Regions from separate parts of the Zea mays genome. Here region 2 is linked to region 1. The links are chromatin contacts, called in public Hi-C maps. All regions are on one chromosome and are shown on one strand. Each heading gives the region's core, a stretch centred on a gene start, on an enhancer-like site or on the middle of the called end of the contact. The rest is flanking DNA. Distances are from core to core; before and after follow the strand shown.

The links. Hi-C and Micro-C count contacts between places; a contact is called where the count stands out from the background.
Region 2: a Hi-C map of bundle sheath shows a contact between it and region 1, with 2.0 times the contacts expected there. The contact joins two enhancer-like sites. A contact is called at or near these places in 2 of 25 Hi-C or Micro-C datasets (bundle sheath and leaf).

The regions. Positions count from the first base shown.
Region 1 is chr8:136,298,365-136,301,698 of Zm-B73-REFERENCE-NAM-5.0, reverse strand. No RefSeq gene overlaps it. Among protein-coding and RNA genes, the nearest start is that of LOC100274142, 43 kb to the left of the region's middle. Within about 2 kb of position 1,593, at least 16 of the 20 cell types and tissues checked have an H3K27ac peak or open chromatin away from gene starts, as enhancers often do. A contact at or near this core is called in bundle sheath and leaf, where this site is marked.
Region 2 is chr8:136,479,776-136,483,320 of Zm-B73-REFERENCE-NAM-5.0, reverse strand. No RefSeq gene overlaps it. Among protein-coding and RNA genes, the nearest start is that of LOC103635958, 20 kb to the left of the region's middle. Within about 2 kb of position 1,555, at least 18 of the 20 cell types and tissues checked have an H3K27ac peak or open chromatin away from gene starts, as enhancers often do. A contact at or near this core is called in bundle sheath and leaf, where this site is marked.

The sequences.
Region 1 (3,334 bases), core at 344-2,843:
TTTAATTATTTGGTAAGACCTTTTGCTTACTAATAGAATCCCAATTTGTGATGCCTTCTATGCCAAAAAGGCTTTCATGCATTATATTATATATCTTCAGGTTACTTCGGGTAAAACTTTATGCATGAGGAGAGAGCAGAAAATTAACTTATCTGTGTTTAATTGTATTTCAATTTAATTCCCAGATTTCCAAGCACTATAGAGCTTGATATAGTTGTTAAGGCCACTTGGCGATACATATAAATCTATGATGCCACACAACACAATCAAATAAAATATAGAGCCAAACAAAATTGTTTACGAAGGTTGCACATAATGTGATTTCATGGGCTTGAACGACACACCACAATCCACGCGAGTACAAGCTCTAGCGTCTGGTGTCAACGCGTGTGCGGCCATCAGGGCTACAACAACACAACAATCCTTCGTAATAAGCGCAACAGACACAATTATAGCTCGATAATCGGGGTACACGATAAGTCCACGCAACGTGCGCAATTGTGTTTCGATGATCACGGCAGACAAAGACTGCCTACAGGGTATGTGAAAAATACGCGACTCACAGATGGCGGTTCCACTCAACGGGAGTTGTCCGATTAAACGAGAGTGCAGCCAAATTCGTACGACACAAATACTGTGTCGTGTTGCCAGGGCGCAGCTAATGCTCAGCTAATGCCATAACTCAACCGATTAACAACGTAGCCTGATCGGCATGTTCAGGTACCCACTATACAATTTAATCGCTCGGCGTGAGTCTGAAAGCTTAACGCGACACAAATATGTCTAGCGATTTAAGTATGTGCATTATAGCCTTCATATATATTTTCATAATTTTCTGCTATTTACTGTATGAAATAAAGCAGAAAAATAATAATAGAATTAATGCATGAGCATAAGCAGATCAGGTACGTGAAGGCATTTTCCCCATATTCAAGCATGTGTTTTTGTACTAATTATTTACTGCGGGAAATAATTAATTAAAGTAGATTAAGAACATTAAACATATCGTTCCATTACGTAGAGCAAAAATCGAAGCCTGTCGCGTAGGACAGTTCGGCTAGGCCAGGGACCTGCCGACTTGACGATGAGTTGACGCAGATCTGATCCCACAGTAACGTCGAGGTAGAGCGTGCTGATAACGTGTTGAGAACTACGTTACCACGGATCACCAGATCCGCTCCCTTCGCTCCCGTCAGCAGTAGAGGCGCAAGAAGTTGTAGAGTACCCGTCTCCCTTTCTATAAGCACGACAGAGGAAACACACGAGACACGATGTAGGGTTGAGCCTCTAACTTTTTTCTCTTCTCTCTCACCTTATATAGAGATGTGAGACCACTCAGGAGCAAAGCAAGTATTTGTCTATATAACCATAACTAGGGTTACTTAACACAATCACCGCCATGATTGGCCTCCAGTCGGCTCGGACACGTTTGCCGAAATGGTCGTGCCTCCATCTGACCAGCTATAGGCATCACACATCGTTGAGCGGGCCCGTACATAAATCCAACAAATAATACTGTTTCCTGTATCATAGAAACGCGCCCTCGGCCTTGCTGGGCCAAGAAAAAAAGGCATGTTCTGTGGGCCTGCAACGACACCGGCTTCCCTTGCATGGCTGCTTTGTGGGCTACGGTCCATAATAGTCAACGCCTCTCTATTTAGTGCTGGAACAAAAGAAGAGGAGATGGGAAGGAAAAAAAAATAAAGGGAATGGTTGGTCCGCTACGAGACACACACGCCAGGAAGAAGATGGACTTGGACTGCCTGCCAAGCTCTCTTTTCATACGTTGGGTATAGTACGGCTGTAGAACACGTATCATCCGAGTGAAGGCATACGTGAGTCAAGTCAATGCAGCAGCATACGTTCTATAACAATGTTGATTTCTAACCTCCCACCAGTTTTTTTTTGTTGCCTGCAGCTAGGTGTCTTTCTACATTACTGACAGCACCACCACCCCTGCCCTTGTCACTGCGAAAAAATGTTGCATTGGTTGGTTTGCGAGGCCCTGTCAGGACCGGAGGTAGCCCGAGAACGGGAGCAAGCAAGAACGCGGCAGCCAACAATGCAGGCGGCGACGCCCCCGCGAGAGCTAGCCGTGTGGGCATCAGATTTCCCTGACATCTCCAGCTCCCAACAGGGACTCGGAATAATTCAGGTATAGACCGTCGTCGCGGCAGCCTTGCTTGGCACCCATCTTGTCTGTCACATATCTATTATCTCACGCTACTCGATCTTCTTCGGCAAGCTGCCTGCTTGGTGCTTTGCCTAGCCAGCGAGACAGCAGACATGGACTTTTTCCTTGCGGTGTCATCAGCTGGACGGCTAAAGGAAGGCAGCCAGAGCCAACTCTGACATGCATATATGCACACACTATTAATTCCACTCGCTTGGGTTGCTTGCGCTGGCCAAGGCTTATAATGATCAGGTTTGCTTTGCTGGAGGAGAGGAAGAGGACCATGCTGCTTGCATTGCTGGCTCTGGTGGAGATGTTTCAGGGGCGGGCAATTCTCCGTCGTCTAGGGTTAGGTCCGTACGTGTCCCTGTCGTACGTCTCCTGCGATGGAGAATTTAATTTTCTCCTTCTCTATCATCTGGGATAATAATTAACTAGGTGTATGTGATAATAATTAACTAGGTGTATGTGCGTTACCATGAAAGTTAAAAATTAGTATAAAACATAGATACGAAATGACAAGTATCACTATGATATACAAAATTCTATTTGAGTATGTGTAATATCAGTGTGTTATAACGACACACAAATTATTCGATAAAATGTTATATCACAAGGATTACATAAAAACAAACAACACATTAGCAAATTCTTTGTCAATAATCAATATAGAACTAAACTAGCTTGTAAAAATCAAATTATACTACAATGCGAATATAACAAAAATAAAATTTAAGAAGTGATGACTAAGGGGGTGTTTGGTTTCTAGGGACTAATTTCTAGTCGCTCCGTTTTATTCCATTTTAGTCCCCAAATTAACAAATATGTAAACTAAAACTCTATTTTAGTTACCGTAATTGGCAAAACATAGTAATTTAGGCTCGTACATAAAACATAGTAATTTAGGCTCCTTTCATTAAGCTTTAGATAACTACACAAAGCAATTAAACTCACGCATAAATTCTTTGTCGAGTGTTTTTTAGTTTTGTGTTTGGCACTTGACAAAGAGCTTCTTTATAGAGTGCTCGAAAAAAACACTCGGCTAATCACTTGCACTCGGTGAAACCCGTTTTCTGGTAGTGATGCTCCTCGGCTGTGGAGGATGGCACTTGCCCAACATGATAACTAACATCGGAATTCTGGTGACTGTAATACCCAGCC
Region 2 (3,545 bases), core at 306-2,805, 180 kb before region 1:
AACAGTGTGTTAGATCGACTTCACCTCACACCAAGGATCCTTCAAACGATTGAAGGAGATGCGATTTTGGGTGTGAGAGGTGAATTGAATGCCCTTGTTTGGAAGTTGGTCAGCCAAGAAATCGTGGAAGGGGCAGGAGTGAATGAAGAGAGAGAGAGTGTGGGGGGTATTTAAAGGATCCCCCAAAAGCTAGCAGCCGTTGGGAAAAAGAGACTCAAAACCGGTTGAACTGATTCTTAAACCGGTTGAATAGGTTTCCACCAGGGAGTTCTCGGTTCACTGAGGGACTCAGCCGGAGACTCGATCGGTCCCAAATTCGGTTGAGCCGGACTCAAATCCGGTTGAACCGGTTTTTGAAAAACTCTGCACACGACTTTTTTTGACAGAATTGACTGGCAGACTGGCAGGTCAGAAGGTGACAGAAGGAACAGTGCAGAAACCAGTGGAACCGGTTTTAGGTTCGGTTGAACCGGTTTTTTAATTTGATGAACAAATTTTGAGAAAACTGAGGTGAACCAAGGTGAAACTTTAGTGGGGAGTGAAAATGGTTTTTCCAAGAGCATTCATGATCTAGTAAAATATTCTCTTAGAGGATTTGAAAAGGTTTGGACTGAGCTCATCGCATCACTTACTTAACTATTGTGGATCCCTCTTAATTGAACGGCGATTTCTATGACTCAAGAATTATAAAATGCAAATTGTCGTTGTTCCCAAGCACTTGGAGCACGCTATATGATGTAGAATTTTAATCCACTGTGTGCTTTTACATTTGCATACTCATATGATATGTGCTTCTCCTGTTTGTAAAATAACTGTGTACATGCTAGGAGCAAACTTGTTAGAATCTCTGTTTGTTTTGTCATTTAATCACCAAAACCCTCAATTAGGGTTGATTGCACTTACACTTGCTCTCATTAGTAGCCACCTGAGAGTGGGTTGCACACGGATTCCAAGGCTCTCTAAGTGTGTGAGAGAGGTGGACCAAGTATTTAATGTATATCTTATATTATGAGAGAGTTATTATATGAGTAGGCTTTTAGTTAGCTATATGTGACATGACAACATCATAAAAACCCGTTGTTAGCTATATTATTAAACTTATCTTAAGGGCTTTGTCTAGTGGGTACCGTAAACGGTCCTACACACGACTTTTAGGGGACGATTGGGTATTGTAGCATCACACGTGGCCACGTAAGGCTATCCGCAACCATTACCCCTAATTTTTTTCCCCTATATCACTTTTTCTCTTTATTTCCTCCCTATTTTTTCATCTCCCGCAGCGGTTCCCCCTAAATACTCCCCTATACCTCACTACAACTATAAAATATCATTTTCTATATCAACTATCAATTTTTTATCTACTAACAATTACTCGTGGACCCACAGTACAGTGTTTAGGGTGATGAACAGTGATACGCTAGATCTGGGGGGAGAGAGAAGGGTGCCGACACGTAGGGGGCGCTGTAGGGGGACCGCTGCGGCCGTAGGGTGCCCCTACAGCCGACATGCAAGGGGAGGGGGATTGCCAGAGGGCAGCGTTGCGCACAGCCGACAAGGAGACGAAGCCTTCGGTGTTGGCGAATTCGCGAGCTACTGGAAGGAAGCCTCACGTCTCCGCGTCGCGTCGTGGGCCCCACTATGGAAACAAGATCGTTTCTGCACTCGCGATGGGGTAGCTGCTAGATATGGTCTAAGTGGTGCATCATAGAATCATACCACACCATACACAATTAGACGTCAAAGCAACAACAACCAAACTACTTATGAAAAGTGAGGAAAGACTACGAGATGTTTGGTTTCTTGGAACTAATTTTTAGTTCATTTATTTTATCCCTAAATTACCAAACACGGAGATTAACATAGAGATAATCCTAAGTCCCTGTGTTTGGCAACTTAGGGACTAAAAATGACTAACCGTTCGAACTGCTGTTGCTGCAATCTACAGAGACAAAATATTGTAGAAAAAACAGAAGCCGCAACGAACAGTGTGTAAACTAGAGGCTACGAACTGATGTCAACATCAATTCGTCGTGTGAAGCAGGTTTACAGAAGAACGTAACTATAAGACTGATACATATAAATTAGGTTAGTTTTTCTCATACTCTCTCCGTCCTAAAAAAAAGTAGAACGACACGTAGTGGTCTATGCACGTTGACCTACCTTAAATTAGATTTATATAAGATCTTAGCTACATTTATATCTCTAAAAAGTCTGCTATAAATATATATTTAACAATTAATGTAAAGATACTTATCATAAATATCAACCATATTTTATAGTACATAATTAGACAAAGCTAGGACAAAGGGGGTCAATGCTAGTACTTCTTTTAGTGAAACTTTAAATCTTTCGGCTTCAAGAAACAAGAACTACAGACAGAGGAACTACGTACTATCTCCGTCCAAAAGAATAATTATAGGTCTAGTTAGAAGTCAAAATTTTACAAGTATTTATTAAAAAAACTACTAGCAGCATAGAGAAGACTCCAAAACAAAATATCTCGTCATCGAAAATATACCAACACTTAATACGGGAAATTTGAATTTCTCATACAGATTTATTGGTTAAATTTTTTGAATTGTTTTATTTAACTTGTAACGTTGCATTTTTATTTTATTTTGATTTGATGCTTGTATTTACAGATTTGACTTGTCTGGAGGCAGGGGAATTAGAATTTCCACCTTTTCAAAGAAAAAGAGAGAGTATCGAATTTTCCGTCTTTCTCCACAAGGCACCGTGGTCACATCACATCTCTGCAGAAATTCTGTCACCATGTCATCTGCAGGCACCGCACCGTGGTGGTGGTCAATGCTGACGATGGGCTCGTTCGTACTTTGCGTTGACAAAAGGGACCAGTTTTTGTCACGTCACCGTGTTGTTATTCTTGTCGTCGTCGTCTTCTTCTTCTTTTCCCATCGCGGAGACGGACCCCCATACATACAGTACGTCTAAACATGCGATTTGCTGTTTGGTTAAGTGGATTTGACTTGTGAGGCTATTCGCTTCAAATTAAAGTTAACTATTTGTATTGCTGTATCTGTAATCTATAAAGACAAAATACTGTAAAAGTAGTAGAGATCGATACGAATTAAAGTCTGCCAATATATTTACATCGTCTGCGTGGATTCATAGTAAGTCCCGGTCGATGTAGCTAGCTAGCAACCATTGTAGTGGGAAGACCAAGTTGTTTAAAGACTTGGCAATTGGCATCAACCAGCGCAGCAACAGCATGTTTGGATGTGTATATTGATTGTTGAGCACAACCAACCAAAGTGGACTAGATCAACGTCCATTTCATAATTAGTTACTTGGGATAAGCAAGCTAAGTTGCTTCTTTCGCGTCTCTCTGTTTTTTAAACTATATATCATGTATTCTCCGAGGATTGTGATGATTTATGGATTTAATTTAAGAGAGAACACAGCAGGCGATACACACAAAGCAGAATCGAACCACCAGAAGCCATCGGTGAAAGAGGAAAAAGACAGATGCCGCTTTTGTACGGCGACGTCGAAATGAACATGACCCGTGAGAAAAAATGAATTAG